Regions from separate parts of the Mus musculus genome. Here regions 1, 2, 3, 4, 5 and 7 are each linked to region 6. Evidence: chromatin contacts called from public Hi-C, HiChIP or PLAC-seq and promoter capture Hi-C data. All regions are on one chromosome and are shown on one strand. The core of a region is the stretch at or near the end of the contact, and the rest is flanking DNA. Distances in the headings are between cores, read along the strand shown.

Evidence for each region. Promoter capture Hi-C pulls out the DNA fragments that hold promoters and counts their contacts. Hi-C and Micro-C count contacts between places; a contact is called where the count stands out from the background. HiChIP or PLAC-seq counts read pairs in DNA pulled down with a chosen protein or histone mark.
Region 1: a contact with region 6 is called in an H3K4me3 HiChIP or PLAC-seq map of stem cell-derived neural progenitor cells, with 2.7 times the contacts expected there. The contact joins the promoter of Maml1 here to the promoter of Rack1 in region 6. A contact is called at or near these places in 3 of 39 promoter capture datasets (the 3T3-L1 cell line and embryonic stem cells), 2 of 484 Hi-C or Micro-C datasets (both in embryonic stem cells), 4 of 115 datasets of contacts at active chromatin or transcription factors (embryonic stem cells, extraembryonic endoderm stem cells and stem cell-derived neural progenitor cells) and 2 of 9 other capture datasets (adipose tissue and liver).
Region 2: a promoter capture Hi-C map of hippocampal neurons shows a contact between it and region 6, with 4 times the contacts expected there. The contact joins the promoter of Sgcd here to the promoter of Rack1 in region 6. A contact is called at or near these places in 4 of 39 promoter capture datasets (the 3T3-L1 cell line, cranial neural crest, frontonasal cranial neural crest and 1 more).
Region 3: a contact with region 6 is called in a promoter capture Hi-C map of neural stem cells. The contact joins the promoter of Hnrnph1 here to the promoter of Rack1 in region 6. A contact is called at or near these places in 9 of 39 promoter capture datasets (the C10 cell line, embryonic stem cells, hematopoietic stem and progenitor cells and 4 more), 2 of 484 Hi-C or Micro-C datasets (embryonic stem cells and pre-megakaryocyte-erythroid progenitors), 4 of 115 datasets of contacts at active chromatin or transcription factors (astrocytes, embryonic stem cells, large pre-B cells and 1 more) and 2 of 9 other capture datasets (adipose tissue and embryonic stem cells).
Region 4: a Hi-C map of B cells shows a contact between it and region 6, with 6 read pairs. The contact joins the promoter of Rufy1 here to the promoter of Rack1 in region 6. A contact is called at or near these places in 1 of 39 promoter capture datasets (liver), 1 of 484 Hi-C or Micro-C datasets (B cells) and 1 of 9 other capture datasets (adipose tissue).
Region 5: a promoter capture Hi-C map of hippocampal neurons shows a contact between it and region 6, with 18 times the contacts expected there. The contact joins the enhancer-like site here to the promoter of Rack1 in region 6. A contact is called at or near these places in 4 of 39 promoter capture datasets (cranial neural crest, embryonic stem cells, hippocampal neurons and 1 more) and 2 of 115 datasets of contacts at active chromatin or transcription factors (astrocytes and embryonic forebrain).
Region 7: an H3K27ac HiChIP or PLAC-seq map of extraembryonic endoderm stem cells shows a contact between it and region 6, with 10 times the contacts expected there. The contact joins the promoter of Ltc4s here to the promoter of Rack1 in region 6. A contact is called at or near these places in 7 of 39 promoter capture datasets (the 3T3-L1 cell line, the C10 cell line, embryonic stem cells and 3 more), 2 of 115 datasets of contacts at active chromatin or transcription factors (extraembryonic endoderm stem cells and large pre-B cells) and 2 of 9 other capture datasets (adipose tissue and liver).

What each region holds. Positions count from the first base shown.
Region 1 is chr11:50,290,287-50,294,318 of GRCm38.p6, forward strand. Maml1 (mastermind like transcriptional coactivator 1) reads right to left here and starts at 2,050. Exons shown (of 5, transcript NM_175334.3): 1 at 1,440-2,050. The coding sequence starts at 1,775. It overlaps Canx (calnexin), which reads right to left. Exons shown (of 15, transcript NM_007597.3): 15 at 3,671-4,032.
Region 2 is chr11:47,377,357-47,380,979 of GRCm38.p6, forward strand. It overlaps Sgcd (sarcoglycan, delta (dystrophin-associated glycoprotein)), which reads right to left and starts at 1,969. Exons shown (of 8, transcript NM_011891.5): 1 at 1,898-1,969.
Region 3 is chr11:50,375,901-50,379,565 of GRCm38.p6, forward strand. Hnrnph1 (heterogeneous nuclear ribonucleoprotein H1) reads left to right here and starts at 1,778. Exons shown (of 13, transcript NM_001347487.2): 1 at 1,778-1,902; 2 at 2,391-2,527; 3 at 3,568-3,665. The coding sequence starts at 2,431.
Region 4 is chr11:50,429,539-50,432,970 of GRCm38.p6, forward strand. It overlaps Rufy1 (RUN and FYVE domain containing 1), which reads right to left and starts at 1,587. Exons shown (of 18, transcript NM_172557.3): 1 at 1,246-1,587. The coding sequence starts at 1,567.
Region 5 is chr11:46,847,129-46,851,075 of GRCm38.p6, forward strand. No RefSeq gene overlaps it. Among named protein-coding and RNA genes, the nearest start is that of Timd4, 38 kb to the left of the region's middle. Within about 2 kb of position 1,348, at least 14 of the 459 cell types and tissues checked have an H3K27ac peak or open chromatin away from gene starts, as enhancers often do.
Region 6 is chr11:48,799,038-48,802,521 of GRCm38.p6, forward strand. It overlaps Rack1 (receptor for activated C kinase 1), which reads left to right and starts at 1,323. Exons shown (of 8, transcript NM_008143.3): 1 at 1,323-1,535; 2 at 2,626-2,797; 3 at 3,236-3,383. The coding sequence starts at 1,427. Gm36109 (predicted gene, 36109) reads right to left here and starts at 366. Exons shown (of 2, transcript NR_166852.1): 1 at 344-366. It overlaps LOC115485831 (a small nucleolar RNA gene), which reads left to right and starts at 1,828; the gene lies at 1,828-1,895. It overlaps Snord96a (small nucleolar RNA, C/D box 96A), which reads left to right and starts at 2,996; the gene lies at 2,996-3,072.
Region 7 is chr11:50,237,052-50,240,697 of GRCm38.p6, forward strand. It overlaps Ltc4s (leukotriene C4 synthase), which reads right to left and starts at 1,481. Exons shown (of 5, transcript NM_008521.2): 1 at 1,327-1,481; 2 at 290-389; 3 at 143-213; 4 at 1-47. The coding sequence starts at 1,384.

The DNA.
Region 1 (4,032 bases), core at 800-3,299, 1.5 Mb after region 6:
CTTCATAACTGTATTGAGAGAGGAGATTCTGCTGTGGGCTGGTTTTTCACTAACTGCAGATGAAGGTAGGCTGTGGCTGGAAGGACGGCAGGATTCTGAAAATGTTGAGAAAGATCCTGCAAGCAGCCGTTTAGTTTGAGAAATTTGTTCACATCACATCCACTGTCATTTCTTCTTTCCTCCTTCCTACCTCTGGGCAGGAATCAACCACACCTAACCTCATACTCATTTGATTGCTTCAAGAAACCTTGTAAGGCGCACAACATACCCTCGATTTACAGGCGGGAAAGTGAGGATGAGAAGACTCGAGCAGCTGGGTCAGAACCGGTGTGTTCTGCCGTGTGGTCTCGCAGCGGGGATAGTGTGGGAAGGAAGGAAAGCAATAGCCCTGTGGGGCACATGAAAAGACAGGCTAGCTCCGGCTGGCTCCGAAAGCCAACCGAAGATTAAACCTAATTCCCTCCAGCAACAGAAGGGTTTCTAACATTTCAAGAGGAAGGGTATTAAGTGACTGAAAGACTAACCACCAGTTAGGGAAGAGTTTTAACAACGGCCCAAGTGAGAGACAATGAAGACATAAATTAGAATTACCAAACAACTTAAGTGTTGTAAAATTTTACTTTTAAACTACCAAGAATTTTGTAACACCCATTCCCCTCCCCCGCCCCTCCACACAGGTTTCCGGTTTATAAATCAGTTTCAGGGAGGCAAAACTTCTAACCAATAAATCTCGGGATTAGCTACTAAAAACCAAAGGGCACAGCTGACCAACAAGTAACGTCATTTCCCCCGTTCAACAACTATTAATATTATCAGAGGTTTTTAACAGGCTTAGTAGGTTAATTTTGGAACTGTCAATAATATAGCAGGAATCAGGCGTTCACAAATTCCAAAGTTCCCTTTTGCGGGGGTTGGGGGAAAACGAATGCCTTTTAAGCAACTCCGTTTACCGAAGCTTCCAAAGACTTTTCAATTTTCCATTCCGAAACCGCGGGATACTGTCAACTGAAGGGAGACTTATTTCCATATTAAAGCCCTAACTAACCTCCACGAAGCAAAGATCCAATCAACATCTGCAGACTAAGCGAGGCCAGGCCTACGGTGCAAGAACGCCCTACATCCTAGGCAACTCCAACGCGGGTCTGCTCCAAGACGAAGTTCTCATCAATTGGAAATTAAGTTTAGGAGAAAAGCCTACCAGCAACTAACCTCCTGCTTTTCCAGCCCCGATTTCACTCAAGTCCTCAAGGGGACGTTTTCCCAAAGTACACCGCAGTGCCACTTCTGGAAGATGACAAGCGCCCTGCCATGTTAGCCACCTCCCAGGACCCAGACTAAGAAATGGGGGCGCTCGGGAAAGTTTCCCCAAGGCCCGATCCGCGCCGGAAGAGGCGTTTTCGGGAGTGAGTATTGCTGTGGCAGGCGCCAGCCTTACTCACCGCGACCGGGCGGCCGTGCTCCGGGCCGTCCGCTGCGTCCAGGCGCGCGGCCGCCGGGGCCGAGGCGGGGGCCGGAGCGGCAACCGGGGCCGTGGCGGCGGCCGGCGGCTGCCGGTGCTTGCCGGCGCGCTTGGCCTTGGCCTGGATGCAGCGCTGGTGCAGGGCAAAGGTGTGCTGGCGCTCGAGCTCCAGGCGCTCGGGAGACACAGCCTCGTAGCGGGCCTCACAGGTGCTGTGGTGGCGCCGGCACAGTTCGATGCGCCGGCGGAGGCGCTCCATGACCGCGCTGTGCCGCGGCAGCGCGAACTCCGCCATGGGGCAGGTGGGTAGCACCATGGGCCGCGGGCGGCACTGGCCGGGCCCGGGCCTCCCGGCGCCGGCTGCCACTTCGGGTTCCTCCGCTTCTGACGGCCCGGATCCGCCTCACGCCCGCGCCATGTCCGGCCGGGCTGTGGAGCGGGCTCGGGCGCGGCGGCGGGTCTTCCTCCGGCCCCGCTCGGCCCGATTCCAGGCCGGGGAACACCGCCCGCCTCAGGCTTCGGCCTGTCCGCTATACCCCTGCCCCATTGTTTTCCGCGCCGCTGCCGCCGCCATCTTAAAATTGTTTTCGGGGCTTTCGGAAGAGGGCGGGGCCTGGGCCGGCGAACTCTGCGTCACTGCTGATGGACCGAAGCTCTAGCCAATCAAAGGAAACCCGCTGCCCGAGGGCGTGGGGGACAAGCACGTCAGGAATTTTCGGGTATTTAAACTGAACACTCTGGCGAGGAGGGAAGCCCGAGGCGGGCTCAGTGCGGGAGAGTGAACTGTGACTGACGGGAACCTATCCAAGAAGAGCCACGTTTTCTGAACACCGCCCCCTGAAAGCAGTCCCTTCCGGGTTCGTGAGGAACGCGGGTTAAGTCTGAGTGAGGTGGAAGCCTTAAGACCCAGATGTCCAAAGCTGTCTATCTTTTTAGTCCACCCACACTATTTCGAGGTCAGCCATTTCCGACCTCATTCTTTACATACAGCCACGTAATTGATCAGAATTGTTTTGAGCTTGAGCGACCTAGTAGAGATAGTTATCACTGACTGGTACTGTGAGCAATAGCTCATTACTTGGAGGGGTGAGGGTGGGAAAGAGCCTCAATACTGGGGACTGGAGTTATTTAGATCTACAGGGGCATACACTTAAAAACCGACTGATATATAAAATTGAGTCACTCAAAATCCAATCCAAAGCACTGGGTTCCAGTGATGCCACTAGCAAGCAAGTGAGCGAAGGTAAAAAGCCAGGAAAGGACCAAAAAATGTTCTGGATGGTTACTGACACCCAAACTGCCATAGGAGATGCTGGGAGGCTTTGCAATAGAAGACCTCACGAGCCACTCAAACATGTCACCCTTTAACCTCTTACTAGAGTTCATTAAAGTTTTATTTTTAAAATCACAAAGAAAAAAAGCTAACAGCCAAGTGTTTTTATACACATGGAGTTAAAATAAGAAAAAGGAATTCTAAGTTTTTGGTGGCGGGAGTGGCAAAGATAAGTGAGCACTGCTTCTTCCCAGTGCCAAGCATTACAATCAGCACTCAAGTGAAACCAGCAGCTTTTGTATGCAGTGATGAAGGACTGAACCCAGGACCTCATGAGTACGCTGCAGCTGTCTTCACATACACACTAGAAGAGGGCATCGGATCCCATTACTGATGATTATGAGCCACCATGTGGTTGCTGGGAATTCAGGACCTCTGGCAGAGCAGTGGGGTACTTAGCTGCTGAGCCAACTCTCCAGCCCACCATTAAACTGTAGTGTCAGGTACCCCAGATTGCCCTCAAATATATTGTCTGAGGCTGGCCTGCCTCTGCTTCTGATCACACCATTACGCCCAGTTAGAAGTGCAAGGTTATCTTCAAAACTCTATAGTGTATGGATTCAGGACGCAACCTAAAACACAAAATATCCTGGGCATGACTTCCAATATCCTCAAATATGAAGCCTGAGAAACTTTTTTTCTAATAAAAGCTGTTAAAAGATATATATATATATCCTAAAGAATAGTATCTAGGAGGACAGGGTGTAGCTCAGTGGTAGAGCACTGGTTCAAATGCCAGCAATGAAAAAGTTTTTGGGCTGAGGTCCATTTTACACAATGGTAATGACTAAACCATCACTTAAATACAAAACTAAATTAAGGTCTCCTATGAGAAAAGACTAAATTAACCATTATTCAAACAGTAAAAACATTCAGTGTTATGATACAGATATTTAACACGGGCTTTAATATAATGTCATTTAGCAGTGTGACAATCTGAAAAGTGGACAATAGAAGAGTACTACTGGCATGGACATTTTACAACAAGGAGTCCAGCATAGAAAATCAGAATATAAGGGCCTTTATCTATCTTAATTCAGTGCCAGGAATCAGACCCACGGAACCTTGCACACGCTTAGCAGTTCTACCTACTCAGCTACAATACCTGCCCTCTACGCTTTTTTTAAGAGCTGAAGACTGCTGATCATTTACTAACGAGTCAGGTATTTAAGGAGGCTGGAGCTTCAATGGAACCTTGAGGGAGGAAGAGGGACCCAAAAAGGCAATGACCACCACCAGT
Region 2 (3,623 bases), core at 719-3,218, 1.4 Mb before region 6:
TCCTTACTGGGTCCACCTCTGTATCAGATTTCTTTTTCTCTGCCTCTTTCTTCCCCGGACTCCTCCTTTCAAATTACAAGAGAGTTTGAGATTCTCTCTTGAAAAGAGAAACTACAGTTTCTTCCCAGTTTGGGCACTGCTCCGCACGAGCACAATCCTGCAACCCAGAGTTGCTATGTCACGCCTCTTTCTGCAGAAAGCTTGACACGTACTAAATTTAGAGGGGGATGACATTCTAGATCACTCTGTCTCTGTTACTGGCAGTGGGTGCCTGGCTATGGTTCAGCTTAGTTACTAATCTGCCCGGGCACCAGAAAAGAGAGCCATGGTCCAGCTTGACTTCTAACTGCCCTCCCTCGCCTGTAGGGAGTCCTGAAATTCTTTAAGCTGCCCCACCCTGCCCCACCCTACCCAACTCTACCCCTCCTGAAACAAGGATGAAGTTTATAAGGAAAACATGTGTGAGCCACAGCTCAAGACTGAGAAAGCCAGCTGTCAGTCATAGAACCGATTCCATCCTCCAAAAACAAAACTATGAGCAAAGTACCAGCTGCTAGTCTGAAAAGTCTATCCCCAGCATGGACTTCTGCTTTACTCCTCTTAGGTCCAGGATTGGAGAAAGTGAGACATCTCAACATCTACCCCTCTCCATTCAGTACTAACAATAGCCTCTTGGACCCGGACTTAAACTCACCCCGTCTTCTAAGAGAAGCAACCATAAGGTCTAGTGGCTCTGTGCTAATGACCTAGTATTCAAGGACTTTCCTCTGTTTTCCCTAGGCAGGCTCTTGCCCAAGTCTCCTCTGGACTTGCTATGGACTGATCACCAAGTTAGCCCTAAAACTGGATGGATGAGCTTTAGTCCAAACTTGTCTGAGCTGAGCTAAGCTCTTAAAGATAGTAACACTGCATGGCTTGTCTTCTAAATACATACACAGAAAGGAGCAATGTAGTAGTCCCAGGAAGGCTATTTATTATATGTATTACAATATAGTGTATATGTATTACAATATAGTGTACATATATGAGAAAGAACAAAAATTGAAGAGGAAAGGCAAGATTCTCTTCTGCTAAAAACTAGTCAACATTTTTAATGCACTGGTTTTAGGGAAAAATAAAACGGAGCAATCGATAGAACATTCACACTATTTGCCTCTATTCTTAACAATGATTTTTCAAAAATAAATGACTGTTTTATGCTATTGCTCTATTATCTGTTATAAAATATAGAAACATTTACTAAACTACAGGTTATTTCTTCCACCAAGTAAAAGGCAGAATAACAATCCAGCATATTTCTACACAAATATATTACTGCTACTCAAACCTCACATAAGAAAGTCAAAGACACATTCGAAAATTAAACACCAGGAAGCCTTACACACATCTGTTCCTACAAAAAAAAAAAAAAAAAAAAGTGTATTCCAAAATAAAAACTTCCAACTCTGATTCCCTCCAAAAGCAGAGAACGGTTTCCTGCTTGGAACACCCCCTTTAAAAATCCCTGAAGCATTCAAAACCGGAATGTCTTCATGGGAGATTATCTTTGCAGTCAAACGAGTGTCCCGTGAAGCAGAAAGGGAAACTTCCAGAGCGCTGGAAGAGGGTGTCAACACAGGAATCCACACACTTTTCCTTCCCCAGTGCTGTTAGCTGTGCAGTGCTAACTTTCAAAAGTGCCTGGGTGCTGTTGAAACTCAGATCTTAAGGGCCCTTTGCGGGCAGACAAAGCTTAGAAGCACCCAGTCCCTCTGCCCAGGTGATGAGCTGAAATGTGTTCATTCACACGTACACACGCGGCCTCTCCCCACCCCTGAATCCCCCAGTGTTGGTGAACGAACAGCAGACAGGGCTCAGGAAGCTAGGCTGGTAAGGCAAGAGCTGCACGGTCCCCTACCTCTCTTGTCTGTTTCACAGAGTGGCGGATGAGAGTCCCCCGTGGTCCCGGGGAAAGCTGAGAGGCTCTGATGGAGGCGGCCACTCAGCCCGCCCCCGTGAGCAGGCCCTGCCTGCGCTCAGGAGCTGCCCCAGTCAGATTTTCCAGCCGCACAACTGCAGCCAAGTCCCTGCCCATGCCTGAAGAATTTCCTGAACAGCATTCCCGCTCTCTCACTGCCTGCTTTGAAACCCTACTCTGCCTCTACTTCGATCCGGTTTTGTCAAGCTGACTCCCAGCTACTGGGCTGTCTCCAGATATCAATGGGAAACACGTGTGTCAAACACAGCCTAGCTTTCCTTGCAAGAGCGCTCATGGCGTCTGTCGGCTGGGTTCACACTCACAGAAAGAAGGCTGCTTCTAGAAACTGGATTTCCCAGACATTCTGTACACAAACTTTGCTCTGGGTACTAGATGCAGTAGACATGCCATCCCTCCCTCCCCCGACCCCCAGTTCAACATTGTCTCTTTGTACCTTGCCTGTTCCACGTGGATTGTGGAATTCCCCCACTGCCTGGGGTAAGCCCCCTGTGTTTCCCTCTTCCAGACCTTAATAACAAACCGACTGCAGCGAAGAGATATAAATTCTAACTCCATCTTCCTCTCTGGCCCTTCCTAAGTTTTTGCTTAAAATTTCAGTTGCTGGGGAAGCAATATTTTTAGCATTTCCAGTTCCGTCCTCCCAAGTTGTCTCCTCCACCTGATTCCTGCTGCATCTATCTCTGCAGCAACTAAAAATAATGCAATTATTTTCCTCAGACACTTCTGATACTTTTTGCTCTAAAGCTGTGCAGGTAACATGGTACTGGCTGTAACGTTTTACATGCTGTGACAACTCTGTTAAAGTGACAGGAAAAGAAAAGAACCTGGGACCAGAATGCATACTACATCTGTGAAGCTGTAATTTTCTCTTTCCTGGGTGGCATTCCCTCAAGATGTTGTGGGTACCTCCTGCTGGGTTTTGTGGTCTACCTTTGACATTTTCTCTTTCCTATCATAAAAAAAGGAGACAAATCTCAAAACACATGTGCTTCCAAAGGGAAGCTACCTATATCTGGTAAGCCAAAGCAACGTTTTCAACTTAATGTTCCAGAAAACAGGTTAAAGAGAAACATTTGGTGTATGAGTTTTGTTGTTTTGTTTTGTGTTAACATTTAAATCACACACATCAACATTTTTCTCTTTCTTTCCTCCTTCTTTTCCTCCCTCTTTGTTTGTTTGTTTGTTTGTTTCTGTCTTCCCATTTTCTTACCAGATTTAAAAACTATTTATATGTTCTTGAGTGGGCTGCTGTAGATCTTAGAACTCACTGGCGTTCAGGGTTTGGCATCAGATTGTGTTGAATCTTCTCAGCATAATTAAGTTTTTGCCTTGGGAAGCATGGTGGGCATTCCTGCAAGCATGCATGCCAGTGTGTGTGTGTATTCAGGCACATGTGGTGAGACACACCCATACATCTGAGGTCATGGTATAATAATTATAGAGCCAGAGAACTTAGAGACTGTTCAATACAAATAGTTTCCAACCTTCATCTTACACAGAGAAACCCAGGCCTAGGGAGATGAGATGATTCATCCGGAGTTGCGAAGACAGTTATTGCCAGAGCTGATGCTGGCAAAGGCACCCTGTGTCCCTGTCATGTGTGCTCTTTCTACTGTTGTGTATTCTGGGAAGGTTATACCACCCA
Region 3 (3,665 bases), core at 528-3,027, 1.6 Mb after region 6:
GACTCTCCCATCTCAGCATCTCAAGTAGATGGGACTACAGGCACATTACTGTGCAAAGTGAAAAAAGATGATTCAAACAAAAAACGGTGTGTGTGTGTGAAAATATAGTTGAGTGGTAGGACTGGTTTGCTCAAAGCCTTTCTAGTATGCATTGCTCTTCCCATACATCTAACCAACGATCGCAGGTCATCTAATAAGTATAGGGCTCTCAAATGGTGTGAATTAGCTAAAGAAGAGTAATCTTAGTTTCTTGGTAATCAATCTCATGTCCCAAGACCATGTAGGGGGAAATATACATGTTAAGCAAGCTCTCTACCACTACTATTTCTCTTGTCTTCTTTTTGAGACAGGCTTTCAGTAAATTTCCCAGGCTGCCTTGAACGCACTCTGTTGCTCAGGCAAGTCTTGAAGTTGCAGTTCTCCTCGGCTGGGCTTGTGTTCTTGCCTTTCACCCACCTCCTGGCCTGGAGACTTGGGAGTTCTCACTTTTCGATGATCTAAACTAGTGTTTTCTGTCTCCTCTAGATAGATCCTTTGCAGGTGAGGTCATGTGCAGTTATTCTCCCAGCCTGTCTCATCCGAGTTTCCCTTACACCTGAAGGTTCACGTTACACAGCTCCTGTTGCTCTCTTGAAGTCTTGTGATGCCCTTCTACTTAACACCCTTGCGCAGACTTAAAAGGTCTGAGTTCTGCACGCAGTCTCTGCACCTTTCCTTTGATGACACCCCCCCCTTTTAAAAAACAAACTGTTCAAACTGGATTTAGCCTCCTCAATGTTGCACTTGAAAGAAAAGCGTATTTTTGCCTGTAACCTCTTGTGATGGCTTTCAGAGGCTTACCAATTGTGGTACCTACCGTGGCACCGCCCAAACAATAACTCTTATTGTTAATTTCTAGGGTAGGTCAGTCAGATTCGGAGAAACTCGGGACATCATCCGTATTCTGCTATGTTGCAGGAATTCTCTTAAACGTCACCCATTTACCTCTGTAAGGGCACACGGGATGACCCGGGCGTGTCTCCACCTTGGGAGAGGCCCGTTGGTCGGTCGGGCGCAGCGCTCTGGGGCTGCGTCCTTCGCGCCCCTGGCAGTCTCAGCCTTCCCTCGCGAGGCGCCGCACACCGAGCGCCTCTCGTGCAAGGGCGAGGGGTTCGTAGAGTGCGAGTCCGTTAGGCAAAGTGGGGTACAGGACTAGCTCGGGCACTGGCAGCCCATGTGGGTCGGGACTGACCCCCTAAAGCGGGCAGGTAAGGGGACTGGTCCCAGGCGCCCCACGGAGATCGGGGATTTGGGCGCAGGGGGCGGGGCGGTACCCAGAGGAGGTTTGGCACAACCCGGCCCTCCAGCTCCTACGCGTTCTGAGGAGAAAGGGCATGGCTTCCTTTTCTTCGTGGTGTCTTTCAAAACCGACAGGAGCGCGGATGAAAAGCTGCGGATTAAGGGTAGAACTACCGCCCCTGCAAACCTGAACGAACTCTGGATTACTACCCAGTCCCTGCGGGGAGCTGATTAGCGCCATTCCCCTCCCCCACTCCGGCGGGTAGGTCTAGAGAACGGTTTGAAGGTAGCCGCATGCGCATTAAGTAAAACAAGAAACCGCTGAGACGCCAAGCGCAATAATTGCAAAAAGGCGCAGGCGCAGAAAGAAAAAAAAAAAACAACCAAAAACACCTCGGTCAGTTTATGAAGAGGGCTGAGCCCAAACGCATGCGTGTAATAATAGGACGGCGGGAGAGAGCTCGGGGTTTCTTAATACGCATGCGTCCAATCTCTCTGTGACGCAAGTGGGGCGGGGCCGGCAACAGGGTGCGCGTGCGCAGAGCTTGCTGGAAGGGCTTTATTTAGCCTGCGCAGGCGCCCGCTTATCATTTCTCCTCAGCCACGCCGAGGCTTTTTGTGGAGGTGAGTGACTTTCCGTCTTCGACTGCTGCCCGAGCTCTCCACGGACACCTCTTTGGGTGACGATTGCTTGTCGCTGAGCTTAGGTTCTAACCTGAGGGGCCGTGGCAGGCGCAGGCTGCCCCTGGGAGCCGCGAGTGTCTCGCCGGCGTGGCAGCGCCGCCTAGGCCTGCAGGCCGCGCCGCTTTCTATTGTGTGAGATGTCTGAGGAGGCGGAGCGGAAGCGGCGGCCGCCATTTCCTCGTCTCAACCGTGGCTGTGGGCCAGGGTCTTATTAGCTTGGCGCCTCGGCCCTGGGCGCACTGGGCGGCTTTGGGCATCGGGTCGCTAGCCGAGGCCGGGTTGCATGCTTGAGTCTCCGGGGCCCAGGCATCCTGACGGGCGGGACTCGCATGGCGGCGCCCGGTGCCCGCTGTGCGCCGTGAAGTGGGAGGGCCATTTAAATGCCTGTTTTCTCAGACGCGTTCCTGACCCCCACCCCCACCCCGCAGCCCCGCAATCTGTGTGGACGCCAGGACCACCGAAGGGACGATGATGCTGGGAGCAGAAGGCGGAGAGGGCTTCGTGGTGAAGGTCCGGGGCTTGCCCTGGTCCTGCTCCGCGGATGAAGTGCAGCGCTTTTTTTCTGGTGAGTTGAGGCGGGAGTTGTCAGTGGGGCCCGCGGCTGGGCCGGGCCGGGCCGGGTTGGGGCGGGGCGGGTCTCCCGGGCGCCCCCTAGCGAGTCGCGGCCACCAGCGGTTTCCCCAGGCGGCTCGCGCTCTGTTGGCCGCTGTTACGCAATGGTAATTGCGAAATCCGCACCCCCCCCAACCCCCTTGGGGATGCTGGTGGCCCTGCTGAATTTGTTTTCTTTTAAAACTTTTTCTGTCTCTATGCATCAATCTGTGCATTCTGGAGTAGTCTAAGAAAAATTTAAGTAGGGAAAGATGTGATTTCTTCTCAAGTCGTGTAAGGTTTTGTAAAAAGGTACTTGTAGTGTTGACCTTACCATCTGAATTTAGCTGTGGTAACAGAAAACGATCTGTAAATCGAGCCCCAAGTATACTGCAAGCAATTGCAGGGGGCCGTTGCCGTCCGGGTTTGAGTTGAACTGCAGCTTGGAGCCTTTAGTTGTTAACATTGGTCCCTTTTCGGATGAATATTGAGCTGGAGTTTGGATTTGAATGAAATTGTTATGTGGTTGCTGATAGAGGGAAGCTGACATGGTACCCAAACAAGAAAATGCTGTGAAGTCACCAGATCCAGATGAGATTATTCTGAGATAGTGTACCAAGAGATGGTTAATGGAAACTTAGAGGCAAGGTGGTAGCTTCATTTGAACTTTTTTTTTTTTTTTTTTCGAGACAGGGTTTCTCTGTGTAGCTCTGGCTGTCCTGGAACTCTGTAGACCAGGCTGGCCTCGAAATCAGAAATCCGCCTGCCTCTGCCTCCCCAGTGCTGGGATTAAACGCGTGCGTCACCACTGCCCTGCTCCATTTGAACTATTTTTGAGCATTGAGTTACCTTGTTGGACTAGGAATATATCCTGTATATGAGATAATTTGATCGTGTTCTGCTTGGTCAGTCTTTTTAGGCATGTTTTTTTTTTTTTGGTGTGTGTGATGACAGGAATATGCATTTTATCTGTAGTGGTTTTAAATCCTGTATTAAGCGTTGTTTTCTTTTCAGACTGCAAAATTCAAAATGGGGCTCAAGGTATTCGTTTCATCTACACCAGAGAAGGCAGACCAAGTGGCGAGGCTTTTGTTGAACTTGAATCAGAAGAT
Region 4 (3,432 bases), core at 337-2,836, 1.6 Mb after region 6:
AGAAGGCAGAGGCAGGAGGATTTCTGAGTTCGAGTCCAGCCAGGTCTACAGAGTGAGTTCTAGGACAGCCAGGGATACTTAGAGAAACCCTGTCTCAAAACAAAAAACTAAAAACAAAACAAAAAAACCCCAAACAAAAACCAAGACCAAAACCGAAAAATCAAGGTTAATTCATTACCAAGGAAAGAAGCTTTTTTGTTGTTTTTGTTGTGATTTTGTTCTTTAAAATAAAATCTGGGTACTAAAGTCTATTGTATGCACGTGATGCCCCAGGCATTTACAGTCAACACTCACTTTACCTCAGCAACCTGAAGTCTGCATGGTCCATTCACAGTAAGTGACCAGGCCAAGTGAAACGTGGTTATTTATTTATTTGTCTGTTTATTTATTTAGAGGCAGGGGCTCACTGTGTACACCAGGTGGGTCTCAAACTCTCAGAGCTCCACAAGCCTTTACCTCCTAAGTGCGGGTCTTAAAGGCGAGCACCACAACGCCCTTGGCTATCCTTTATATTTTAATTTTAGATATGTTCAGAAACACCAATGGATTATAATTAGCGCAGTTCTGAGCACGTACATTAACATGTGCAGGAAGTATGCACCCGAATCACCAAGCCCAGCTATAAAAAACAAATAATAATTTACTTTTGTTCTTTATTGGTATGCTGAAATTCTAATCTAGATCATAACAGCTGAATTGGATTATTCAACGTAGCTGATTAATTTTTTTTTTAATCCCCGTTTTTATAGACTGGGAAACGCGAGTAGGACAGGTGATGGGAAGTCTTCGTCCCACGGGGGGTGGGGTTGGGGGTTAGTGGCGGGAGAATAAAGGGAACTAAAACCTCCTGACTCTGACTCGCTGCTCTCACCAACTTTGGAATACGCTGTCAACCTCAGCCGCAGGTGCAAACCGGCTGGCTGCCGAGATTGTTAACTGGGGACCAGCACCGGACTTCATTTGTCAAGTATGCAAAATACGAACACTGGTGATTTTCCGTCTAAGCCTCTAATGTAAACCTCCTATTTAAAGTCAATCCGTGATCACGACGCAGCTGCTCTGAGGTTCACAAAGACAAACAAGGTGGGAGGGGAGTCCCGGGCCGCAGTCACCCTGGCCCGGTGGGTGACACCAATTGCAGAGCCCCGTGCCGCGCCGCGCGGCACAGCTCCGCGGAGCAGCTCGTCCGGCCGGTCAGGTTTCCCCAGCCCGGGAGCAGCCCCGGCCCGCGGGACCCCGGCCTACCTGCGCGCTCCCCGCCGCCGCCGCCGTCTCCCAGCCCCGCGGCCGCGCGCAGCGCGCTGCCGCAGCTCGCCGACAGGTTCCCGGTGGCTCTGCGCGCCAGCGTCAGGATGGGCGCCGACCAGCTGTCGGCCACTCGAGGCCGCGACGCACTCCGCAGCTCGCCGGGACTCGGCAGCTGGCTCCGGTCCACGATCTCGAACGCTTCCCCGGACTCTAGGCCTGCTTGGGGCTCAGGCTCCGGCCCCGGCTCGGACTCCGGCTCCCGCTCCGGCTCCGGCTCCGAATCCTGCCCCGCCCGGCGGCATTCTCCGCGGGCGGCCATGTTGTTAGGTCACGTGACCCGCCGCTGCCCTGGACCGACGACCTTAAGCCGCTGCGGCCTTGCTCGCTCTCACCTGGGCTTGCTTTCCTTGTATAGCATTCGGGAAAGTACGATTCCTAACCGTAGGTGATTCCCAGCCCGGAGCACTTGGAAGTTACTTTTGGACTTTCTACTTCCCACCCCGGGAATGCGCCTTATTTTAACGTTTTGCGACACAACTTCCTCTTTTAAACTTTCATTTCACATGCCTTTTCCCCCTTTGAATCAAAATCTCACTGTTGGATTTTTATTTGTTGTTGTTATTGTTGTTTCTTTCCCCCACACAAGGGAGACATTAAAACAGGCCATGTAGCCAAGTGGTGGTGGGACAAGCATTTAATCCCAGCATCAGGGAGGCATAGGCAGGCAATATCGCTGAGGACAGCAGAGTCAACGGAGTGAGTTCCAGGACAGCCAGAGTTACACAGAGAAACCCTGTCTCAACAACGCAGTCCCCATCACCCCCAGTAGGCCACTTGGCAGGGGTGTGCTTAACTACTTTTTTCTGGGGTGTGTGTGTGTGTGTGCGCGCGCGCGTGCGCGCGCGCGCGGCATGGCAGTTCTGGGAATTGTACTTCGTATCTCATACATGCTAATCAAGACCTCTACCACTGAGCTTCACCCAACCCCCAACACACATAACCAACAGGACCGTTGAATTTGTGATCCTCCTGTCTCCATCTCCCAAGTGCTTCTGACCCCACACCATGCTAGGCAGGCACTCTACTAGCAGAACTAGCAGAGCTATGTTCCCAGTCAGAATTTCAGTCTGTAGCTCCGGCTGGCCTAGAACTCAGTAATAGAGCACTGGCCTTGAACTGGTGATCCCCCTGCCTCTGTCAAGTGAGTATGGGGATTTTATGTGTGCCTTACCATGCCAACTCATGTCTAATATTTTCGACTTCATATTTTTCGGCAGCTTTCTTCAGAACAGGCTGTAAAAGGGCTGCCAAAGAAATTAGGACAGATGAGTCAGAGGTGTGTGTGTGGTGGTGGGGCTTTTTCTTTCAAATCAAATGAATCTGAATGACAGCCTAGCAGGCAAGGTCAGCAGTGGTGGTCTGGAAATGAGCTCTGTATTCTGCTATTAATTAAGTTGATAGGAATTGAACCAACCTCATTCCTAAGTGATAAGGAAACGCAGCACACAACGTACCTTGTGATTATTGTCTCTGCTTTCCAACTCTGGCTTGGATAAGTCACCCTACAGATATGTGGTTATTCAGCCTATTTTCTTACTAGGGATAGAAGGGAATTTGGCAAGATGGAGATGCGAATGTCATGAGAATGTAACAATTTGCAAAAAAGAATTTAACAGTTTGGACCATGTCAAACCACAGAACTCTTAGTGTTTAAAATTATTACAGTGTTGTTGCAGGCCAGGTGTGGTGGCACACACTTTTAATCCCAGCACTTTGGAGGCAGAGGCAGGTAAATTTTTGTGAGTTTAAGGCCAGCCTAGTTTACATAACCAGTTTCAGTCCAGCCAGGGCTAGGTAGTAAGATCCTGTCTCAACAAATAGAATAAAATAAAATGTTGTGGTAGATTGTTAGAGATCAAATAATTTCACCTAAAAATTTGGATTTTAGTCCTTTTTGAATCATGGACAACTTAGAATATGTTTCCTGATGGTAGCACATTATTGGTAGTGGTTGGATGGCTGCTATGAGAAATTATTTGTGCTCCCTTTGGCATTACAGACACTAAGCCTCGAACAATATAGAGAAGCTTAGCATAGCGTCTGTGTGCTCTGAGGCACAGAGGAAAGGTTCATGTTGTGTGTAGATCATCATGCCCACTGCACCAAGCTGCAGGAGGAGAAGCA
Region 5 (3,947 bases), core at 98-2,597, 2.0 Mb before region 6:
TCTATAAAAGGGACTGCTTGCCCCCCTCCTCTCTCTCTTGCTCTCTCACCTTCTTTTTCTTCCTCTGTCGTCTTGCCCCTTCCCCCTCTTTCCCCATTCCCCTCCCCCCTCTCCATGTGCTCATGGCCGGCCTCTACTTCTCTCTCTCTCTCTCTCTCTCTCTCTCTCTCTCTCTCTCTCTCTCTCTCTCTCATTCTCTCTCTGCCTTTCTCTGTCTCTATTACCTTCACAACTGCCCTCCCCATACCACGAATAAACTTTATTCTATACTATACGGTCTTGTCCCTCAGGAGAAAGGGATGCCTCAGCATGGACTGGAGAGGCACCACCTCCCACACACATGACTTCTCATCCACCAGACATACTCCTGTCTTTATTTTTATAAAACACAACACCCAGCATGCTGGTTTTCCACAGAATAAAGCACTCTTTGTGTTTACATACTATTTGAGTCCAGGGTGTCATTCTTTGACGCATCCTTATATCCCCTCATTCAGAGCTAAGAAAACTGAAGCATAGACTTGAAAGAATTCAATGAAAGTCACATAGTCCAACTTACTGCAGCAGAGCCTGGCCTTAAACCAAGCCTAAAGGACCCCATTCTCTTTTTGTTTTGCTTTGCTTTTTCAAGATAGGTTCCCGTGTGTTCCACGTTGGCCTTGAACTTGTTATGTAGTGAAGATGATTTTGGCACTCTGACTTTCCTGCCTCCATTTCTCAAGTGCTGGGTATGTCCAATGCTTTCATCTCTACCCTGAGCTTCCCAGTGGAGACTTTAGTTTATGGCTTCATGCACTGCTTCTCCGGCCTTGACCTTCATTGGACCCAAATGGTCTTTAGTTTACTGGAATCGCTGGCAGTTTGAATGTATTGACTGTGTCTCACCCTGTTTGCAGCTCAGTCTTCCCTGTCCCGAGTTATTGACTCAGAACCCAATTTGCATTTGCAGAGAAAGCAGCAGAGGAGAACCTGGCAGGAGCCTTAATGAAGCCAGGTGGGACACCTTTAAATAGCAAAGTGTGGAAGTAACTCAGAGGCCTGCTGTCAGCAGGCTTAATGAAGGGTTAACAGGAATTTTGCAATGGCTGGCTGGGGAGACTCTTTGTCTCTCTAAAGAAAACAGAAAGTTGAGAAGTGGGCTCCCTGGGTAGACACTAGAGCAGGAGGAGGAGGAAGCCACTTGAAACCACAGGACAGAATCTGTAAATAGAGTTTCATTTAGCTTTGTAAACATGCTATATAGTCTTTAAAAAGGGAAAAAAAATGCCTAGAGTTCTTATTGCTCTGAGCATCAGAGGACAGCAGGGGGAACTGTTCCCAAATAAAAGGAATGCTAGTGCTGTATTGAAGGAGTCTGGGAAGCCCCAGCCGATTGCTCATGGAACAGAAGGTTGGTTGCAAGCGAAAACGCTCTGTTCCGGACCTGTGCACATTATTCATATTGAGAATGTAGTAGCGGGGCCAGGGACCCTTATACTGCTTTCCCCTCAAACGTTCATTCTCAGCTAAAGAAACTGAGGCTAGCAAAGGGGGTGATGCATTGCTCTGGGCCAGACAATAAGCAGGCCAATGCTGGGAGGTTGACTTGAACTGTGCCCTCTATAATAGAGTCTGGAAATGTCATTAACGTGATTCTTGAACATTTTTCAAGTTTATAGGTTCTGCCTTGTTATTGCCAGCCCTCCCCCATCCCATGCTCACTTAAATCCACCAGTCCATTATGTTCTTATTAGTGTAGCCACACACCTCAATAGTTCTTTTCCTAACTATACGTACTATGCCATCTCTCTCAGCACCTTCTGATAAACTGCTGCTTCCTGAAAGAGGAACTGGAGTGTGCAAACACATGGCCAGGCTGCTTGCTCTGTTGCTCTCTTATCCTACTAGCTATGGGGATAATGTGTGTAGGCTTGCCCAGGACTTCCAGTTTTAAATTCCTAAAGCTAGCATATTGGGAAGCATCCTCTGACTTGTCCTGGGAAAGACTGATGACTGTTTAGTCTATGTCCACGCTAGAGGTCAGAGACAAGCACCCCTTGAGTCTTATCTGACCATGCTGGGTCTGAAAGATGTTTTCAGGTAAACAGATTTAAGAATCTTAGGTACGAGGGTTTGAAGTCCGTCTGGTGAAAATTTGGAAACCCTCTCGTTGAGGATTGGGGTTCATCAGATTGAGGGAGTTGGGTTTGTAGGCTAGAAGTGATCACTCTTTTCCTGTGACTCTGCAGTTGCTGAAATTCAGTGTAGGATTAGATTACCATCAGATCTAAATTCTAGAACCTTCCTGTCAACAAAATGTGGGGCTCACTTCCTTGGAAGGCAGAATCATAGGCCTTACTCTAACCCGATTGGATCAGAACCTTCAGTGTCACTTGTAAGATCTTCAGCATGTTGGTCCTAGGAGTTCTGGTCCAAGGCATTGATTTTCATACTTGCCACAACCATCTGGGGGACTTAAAAGCGATTGTGTGGCTTTTCCTCTGAGGTTAATATTTAATTGACATGGGGAGCCCCGGCCATCAGGAGTTTTGAAGGTGCCAGTGCTTGTAAACCACTGTTCTGACAAACATAGCTTTGCCCCAGACAGTAATGTTGATTAATCAGGTTAAGGCTTGGCCTGAAGTTGCAAGATTTTGTGTTTTTAGTGCTCCCAAATGACTTTGCTCAAAGAAATGATCGATAAAATGCTAAGAAAAAAATCTGAGAAATGAGATAATGACCACTTATTATGAAAGACTCCCATTAAAGTGAGTAAAAGCTAGGCTGGGAGGTGGCCTAGTGCATGGTGTGCTTTCTACACAAGCAGGAGGAGCAGAGTTCAGAGTCCCAACAACCACAGAAAGGCTCTCCATAATTTCAGTACTCTGGAGGCAGAAGAGGGGGCAGATATTGAGGTCAAACCTGAGAGCTACATAAAATGGATCAGCAATCTCTGGATTCAGGCAGAGACCCTGCTTCCAAAACTAGGTATAGAATGATGAGAAAGAGACTCAATGTTAACCTTTGGCCTTCACACATACGTGTACACGTGTGCCCACCCACATACAAATATTCATGCACACATGCATACACACACAAGTAAAAGCCAGGCTCTAATACATGTATGTATATATGCATATATATGTGTATATATATTCTAATAGGTATAAGATCTACCCCTTTATAAACAGAATGGAAGACCCCTATCAATGAGTAAAATATTTATTGTCTTCATGAGGTTGTATTCAGCTGCAAGGAAGAAGATACAAAATTAGTAGCAAGTTAGTAAAGACTGGCTTGATTTCATGTAACTAGAAGTTTGGGAATAAGGCTGTTCCAAGTTTGGTTTATTAGTTTCAATGGGTTGAGCCATGATTCTATGATTTTCTTGGCTCTTACTTCATGGTTGCAGAATGGCTGCCACAGCTCTGCTAGGCATTCACACAATGTATCACAGGCAAGGAAGAGGGTGGCTAGTGGGAATTTCCCCCAGATGTGACCCTATGCAAAAGTGAACTATCTCACCAAAGCTAGTAGAAGATTGACCTTTATGTCTCATTGTCTGGAACTGGGTAATGTGCCCAGTCCGTGAAAAAGAAGTTGGTAATGTAAGGACTCATTTATATGTTCCAGGATCTATACAAGGCTACTCAAAACTCAGGCTGGTTAGTATGGGTGGAACTAGGAGGCTGGAAGATAGCTTTGACTTGACTACATGCACTCATCCACTAAAGGCCTGTCAGTTGGCTCCTATGTGCCAAAGAGCCACGCAGGACTCTGGGGTGTAGCAAGAGGAAGAGAGCTCTATGCCTTGTTTCTAGGCAGATTGAAGTTAGCATGACCCTTTCTTTCTTTCTTTCTTTCTTTCTTCCTTTCTTTCTTTCTTTCTTTCTTTCTTTCTTTCTTTCTTTCTTTCTTTCTTTCTTTCTTTCTTTCTCTCCCTCTCTCTCTCTCTTTCTCTCCCTCCC
Region 6 (3,484 bases), core at 73-2,572:
TTACTTGGCAGGCTGAGGAAGGGAGATCATAAATTTAAGGCCAATTTGAGCTATGCACATCCTGAATCAAAACGAAACAAGGTTGAATGTGGTGATGAATTCCATCATCGAGGCCAGCCTGGTCTACAGAGTGAGTTTCAGGACAGCCAGGACTACACAGAGAAACCCTGTCTCGAAAAACAAAAAACAAACAAAAAAACGAACAAAAACTAAACAAGGCTGGGAGTTGGGTGGATTTAACTCTGTAAGGCACTCTTCCTAGCATGTGGGAGTTCAACCCATAGCACTAAAATAAATAATTAAATGTATCCTTTAGTTCACATAGACATTAGTGGTTGCTTACCTTCCTGACCTGTGTGTGCTCCTTAAAAAAAAAAAAAAAAAAAAAAAAAAAAAAAAAAAAGTGAAGCTGAACAAATCGGCTGTAGCCAAACACACATGGCAGGAGAGAAAATTCCTGACTTCAGCCAGTGCTCTGTGGCAATCACAAGCGCACTCACACACAAATACTTTAAAACATACAGTTAAAACTTTTTAAGGCCAGATCTGTGACATTTGGAAACACTACAAAATTTGAACACGTGTTGAGGTCATCGGGTTGCCAGGCTATCCGTGTTCCTCTGCTTCCCCGTCCGGGAACACTTCTTTCAGGGCAGCACAAGACAGACCAGCAGGCTTTTCTGGGGAATGATCAGAGGCACAGAAAGGGCTTCCAACAGAATCCCCAGAAATCTGAACCCAGCACTTCCTCCTTTATAGCCTCGCCGGGCGGCGGCTCGGTTTATAATTCCAGTACTTGGGAGACAGAAGCAGGTCGGTAGTTCAAAACCATCCTTGGCAACACAACCAGTTTAAGACTAGCCTTCGCTACATGAAATTTTGCCATAAAACAAACAAACAGGCCAGATTTGCTGGCACACGCCTCTAATTGCGACTTTAATTGTACTTCCGTAAGTCAAAGTTGGAGCCGGGGTCTCCAACCAAGGAACTGAACAGAAGCGGAAAGGGCGGAGCCGCGTCTCTGCCACGTAAGGGCGGAGAGGCCACTGTAGTTTGCTTGTGTGCCCTCAGCCCCACTTCTGCTTCCACGGCATGCTTTAATCTCCCGAGAAGCCTTTCTAAAACCCTGGCGCATCTGGCTTCAGAATGCATTTGTACAGCGCTGCCAAACTAGGTTGCGTGGCAGAAGAAACGACGATACTTGAGACCTACTCTCCCAGTTCCTCCCACTTCTCAGTGCAGCTATCTTTGAGCAGCAGTGAATCATGGGAATCCCCGCCTTGCTCTCCGAGTATTTCCGGTTCCGGCGGAGGCCGCTCTTTCTTTTTCTCCACAGGGTCGTGGTGGCAGCCGCTGTGGTGCTTGGCTCTCTGAGCTATCCGGTGCCATCCTTGTCGCTGCGGCGACCCTCGCATCAACTGCAGCCATGACCGAGCAGATGACCCTTCGCGGGACCCTTAAGGGCCACAATGGATGGGTAACACAGATCGCCACCACACCGCAGTTCCCGGACATGATCCTGTCTGCGTCTCGAGGTACGGGCTGCATGCCGGGTAAATCACCCGGTGTCCTGGGGACTGCATGAGAGTCTCGTGGTTAAGCAAGTGGCGCGCGTGTTGGCTCGGTTCATTCCCCAACCCAGTTGTTAGTTGGGGCGTGCATACCCCAACTTGGGCCCCAACCGGGACGACCCTTTACACATGAACGGAAACCGAGACACGTCGCGCAACTGTACTCACACCCCACCTCCCAAAGTTGGCGATTTTAAATCTCTCGCTTGCTTCCTGGAGATGTGTTTAAGTAGTTTTACGGGGCTACAAGACGGGCGGAGCAATGATGACCCCAACATGCCATCTGAGTGGCTTTGCTGAAATCCAGAGGCTGTTTCTGAGCTGTTGTCGCCTGGCCCTAAACTATAGACAGTGGGTAAACTTTGTAGATGCCTTGTTCCCCACATTTCCGGACTTGATTGTCCCGCCCTAGGTTTTCTTGTAACTAATGATTTTTTTTCTTTAATGATGTATCTTCATGTGTATTTCCTCCCTACCCACCCCAAAATTATGCTCATTTTCTCTCCTACCTAATACTAGGCTTATTATTGTCCGTTTCTGTGTAAGTTGGTTCGTGGCTAGGATTGTGTCTGATGCTACAATAACGGCTGCATTTATTTCAGTAACTCTCAGGCGGGAAAGGCTGTCTCTGCTCAGCCTACATACACCCAAGTGGTGCTTCTGCTGTTAATTAGTCTCGGGCCCGGACGATGACTAAGGTTAGGGTTAGTTTCCCAGACCCTGCATGGTAGCTTGCAGTCATCTGAAACTAGTTCCAGGAGACCTGACACGCACTTCTGAACACCATAGACACAGGTAGCACACATATGTATGTAGGGAGCCACTTTAAATAAAATACATTTTGAATGTGGAACTTAAGTCTCAATCCCAGGAAGTGTGGTGCCCATAGTCTCACATTACAGCTGAGATCTACAGCTCTTGATATTGTAGAGTAGTAAGCCTCTTTTATTTATAACTTGAAGTTTCTCTGTCCCGTTTACTGGCCCCAGTGACTTTAAGACTGTAAATGGTGCACAGTAAGTAGGCTTATACCAACCTTTACCAACCCTTTTAGACAAGACCATCATCATGTGGAAGCTGACCAGAGATGAGACCAACTATGGCATACCACAGCGTGCTCTGAGAGGTCACTCCCACTTCGTTAGTGATGTTGTTATCTCCTCTGATGGTCAGTTTGCCCTCTCGGGCTCCTGGGACGGAACGCTGCGCCTCTGGGATCTCACAACGCAAGTAGCTGCTTTGGAATCTTGGGGGGAAAGTGGGCAGAACTGAGGTAGATTCGCCGGGGTGCAGTCTCCCCTTGGTAATTGGTCCTTTTGTAGAGGGTAAAGCAACATTTGGGGGTGTTGTTTTAAACTGGGTACCTATGAAGTGTCTCATCTTGTACGTTGTCTTAGATGGGCATTTGGCAGATGTAATAGAGGATCCTAGTGATGACAAGACGACATTGTCAACCAATCCCCCACAAGGGAATGAGGACATGTCCTGCAATTCTGAATGGGTTCTCTGATACATGTCAGACATGACATAGGCTAGTAGTAGGTTCTAAGCCACGTGTGGACTGTGTGGGGTAATAGAGCCTACGGGGCAAGGATGAAGCTAGGAAAAGGCTCTAGCTGGATGGACAAAACCTGTCTAGAAAGTGACCAGGTTCTCCTTCTTAGGGGCACCACCACAAGGCGATTTGTCGGCCACACCAAGGATGTGTTGAGCGTGGCCTTCTCCTCTGACAACCGGCAGATTGTCTCTGGGTCCCGAGACAAGACCATAAAGTTATGGAATACTCTGGGTGTCTGCAAGTACACGGTCCAGGTAAAGGGATAAGGGTGGTAGGGACAGCATGTTCAGGGCTACCTCCCGCCCCCTGGGGACTTGGGTTGTTTCTGAGGTGGGTTCCTCACTAGGTAGTCCTG
Region 7 (3,646 bases), core at 231-2,730, 1.4 Mb after region 6:
GCGGAGGCGCGCGAACAGGTAGAACAGTCCGCACAGGGCTGCGGCTCCTGCGAGAGTCGATGCAAGGCGACGCGGTGAGCACGAGCTCCCGCCATCCGGGATCACCCCCACCCCCGAAGTGTGCCCCCACGCTGCCCCGCACCTTCGTGGAAGAAGATGCCGGCGACCCAGAGTGTGGCGAGGAACAGCGGAAAGTACTCGCTGCAGTTTACCCTGCGAGGGGTAGGCTGGGTGAGCGCGTGGTTCACCTTGGCTGACACCCGAACCCGCCCGGACCCGCCGCGCTCACTGGGCTCGGAAGACGCGCTCGAACTCGGGAGGGCCAGAGGTGAGCGGCGGCGACACGTGGAAAGCCCTTCGTGCAGAGATCACCTGTAGGGAGAAGTAGGCTGCGGCCGTGGGGGTGTGGGAGTCAGGTGTGGTGCTCCGCAGATCTGGAGCGGGATCCGTCCCTTAGTTCCCCTCTCCTTGCCTCTCACTGAGCGACTCTCTTCTAATGCCCTTCTCCCACCTGCCCCATCAGTGGTGTTCAATGGAGAGGCCCTGTAGGCCTGAGGGTTGATTGACTAGGGTGATGCGCGGCTGAAACACCTGCCGGTGGGAGGAACCTTAGAAGACTTTACTCCTGAACGATTTGACTTGCAAAGCACAGGCAAATGCCTACCTCCCGTTCTGCAGGTCTGGACCCCCTGCGTAGGCAATGGACCAGGGCAAAATTGGCTGTATTCTTTAAGGAACAAGGAAGCACACGTTCTGTGGCTAAGGGACCCTGGTTTCCCCTCTACAGAATCAGCCAGAAGGGACTCTGCCACAAGCCAGAGTCAGTCTAGCTTGGGTCTCAGTACCACCACACAATAGCATAAATTCTTGTCTCAGTTTCTGTTTAGACATCATGGACCCAGCCTTAAATCTGGCAGATACTGTGCTCCAGATGCGTGGAGTTGGGACTCTCCCAACCTAAGCCCATAGCTATTCCACTAGTCACTGTATTGCACTCCCAAACAGATACCAGCTCCCACCACAAGGCAGGCACCTCAAGTGGCCCCTCAGCAGGGTGGCCATCCTTCACCTGGTCCTCCCCTGTAGACACTCCTTAGAGAGTGTCTATACCTGCTCCAGGGAAGTGGGGACTTCTCAGCTGGAACTTTGGCCCTCCAACAGTTCTTGAATTGCTTGGACCTTGGTACCAGGAGGCTAGCCTAGAAGCCTCCTGTCCTTCTCCTGAGCCTGGGCCTGCCAGCACCCCAATTCCCTACCCCAGGAGCCTGAAGAGAGCAGACTACAGGATGTAAGATCCACCCACCTCCCAGACAGGAGCCAGCCCACCTTGCAACAGAACTCCCACGAGGGTGACGGTAGCCAGAAGAGCCACTTCGTCCTTCATGTTGCCAGCCACAGGCAGAATTAGCTTTGGTGTTCTTCTTATCGCCCAGTGTGCTACTCAGACGCTGGCCCAGGAGAGGAAGAGCCTCGGCGCTCTCCACCCCTTTGCAGTAGAGGCGGGGAGGGGTGGGGATATGACTGTATCCACAAAGGCAGGGAGCCTGGCCAGGCTGGGAAGGTAGAAACCAGTGCTGTGGACAGCTTGACCACTTCCTTCCAGTTGTTCCTGGCCTTTCCGTGCTTAGTCCTGTGGTGGCGGAACTCATGCTGCTCACCCAGGCTCCCTCTGACTGCTCACCCATGCCCCCTCTAGCCTTGTGTGTTTCCAGCTACCATATCATCTAGACCCTGCATCCTTGGTAGTTTCCCACTGGCCTTTCAGACTTCCCCTTCATCCAGGGTTTACCCTAGGCTCTGGGCTCCTGGACTCCCACCCCTGACTTCCCCTACCCCAGTGATGACTGGGTCTGTATTCCCATCCAGGGCTACTCTGTAATGTCTAGTGCTGACACACCCTTCCCAACTCCCTATGGCTTCATAATGTCCAGGTGTCCCCAGCCACAATGGACCTACCCATGTTCTTCTTCCTCCTTGGCATCCTGAGGCCCATCCCCCTCAGAGCCCCAAAGGCTCATGAATGATATTTTTTATCCTTGGTTATGGGGAAATACTTGTCTCTAGGCTGGTGTATTTGCCCAGCATCCTACTTGGCTCCAGGCACTGACCCTTCCCTTCCTTAGCCTAGTCCTTTCCACACCAGACAAAGCTGACAACTCCCCACCACTGCCACACTTGTGGTGTAGTCATGTGTGCCGATGTTGACAGAAGAGAGACCCAGTTCTGGAAACTTCCATTAGCAGTCTGGGAAAGGAAGCTTAAGAGTACAGAAGCTGAGAAACTCTTGTTGTCGAGCCCTGGGGGCCACCTTGTGTGGTGTGTGCTCCTGGACTGTTCTTCCTTGTGAAATAGCCACTTCTCTTTTCCGATGAAGCTGGTTTGAGGTAGATTTGGTCAGCAGTGGCAAAATCCAGATCCATCTGGAAGAGTGGACGGAGCCATAGGTGAAGGGCGTGAACCAGCACAGGACAGGAGAGGAGCGTGTACTGGGGAACTAACAGGTCCTAGGCCACACTCCTGTCCCTGCAGCCAGCTTGGCCATATCATGGGTGTCATAAGACAGGGTCACCCTTGGGAGCTTCTGCTTCCCCACAGCCAGCCTCCGTCCTCGTTGCCTGAGGCCTTGGTCCCTGTGGACTCCCCAGAACCCCTTCGGTCTCTTTGTTCATTATTGCCCTCAGAAGATCTGAGGCCTACCTGCTGGGGCTCTGCAGGTTTCTCAAGATCACAGTTGGGTCAACGCTGGTCCTTGCATTACACCAACGTGTAATAGCAGTAGCTGGTGCTCTGAACTCAAGGAATGGTCAGGACACAGGCGTTCCAGGGCAAGATGGGCCTGCACCATGCCAATGCTTGGGTTCCAAACTTCAGGAGGCTGCAGTTGGGGCAGCTTCCGGGAGGGAAGGCATTGAAAAGGCAGAACAGGGCTGGTGAGATGGCTCAGTGGGTAAGAGCACCCGACTGCTATCTGAAGGTCCAGAGTTCAAATCCCAGCAACCACATGGTGGCTCACAACCATCCGTAACGAGATCTGACTCCCTCTTCTGGTGTGTCTGAGGACAGCTACAGTGTACTTACATATAATAATAAATGAGTCTTTAAAAAAAAAAAAAAAAAAAAGAAAAGGCAGAACATAGGATACAGGCAGGCCATGCTCCTATATGCCCATGTGGATAGTGTGCCTGTCTGCGTGCCTGTCAGCAAATGAACATCTCTGCGTGTCTCTGCGGTGAGCGTGGGTGCTCGCCGGTGCAGGCTACAGACAAGTCTATGTCTTGTGTTACTTCAGGCTCTGCTCTGCCAACCTTACATTTCCTCTCAGGCCCATGTGTCCTCCCATCAAAGTTCATTCTCTCTGGCCTGGCCACAGGAAACAGAGGCTTGATATCAGCAACTTCTCAGGAAGTCCCTGAGCAGATGTTCAGGGCAGGGACAAGGGGCTTGGTCTTTGACTCCCTCCCTGCATCCTTTGATTCTTCTCCTTGTACTTGGTTTGCCTAGCTTCTAAGGGCTCCACTGGACCTGCCCACCCTCTGACCAAAGAGCCAGTCCTGCAGGCACCAGCATCTTCTTCCCTGAGCTCTGCATGGTATACCTTTGCTGGCTCAATCCTTAAATGGCTCTGAGGAACCTTCTGGATGCTGAG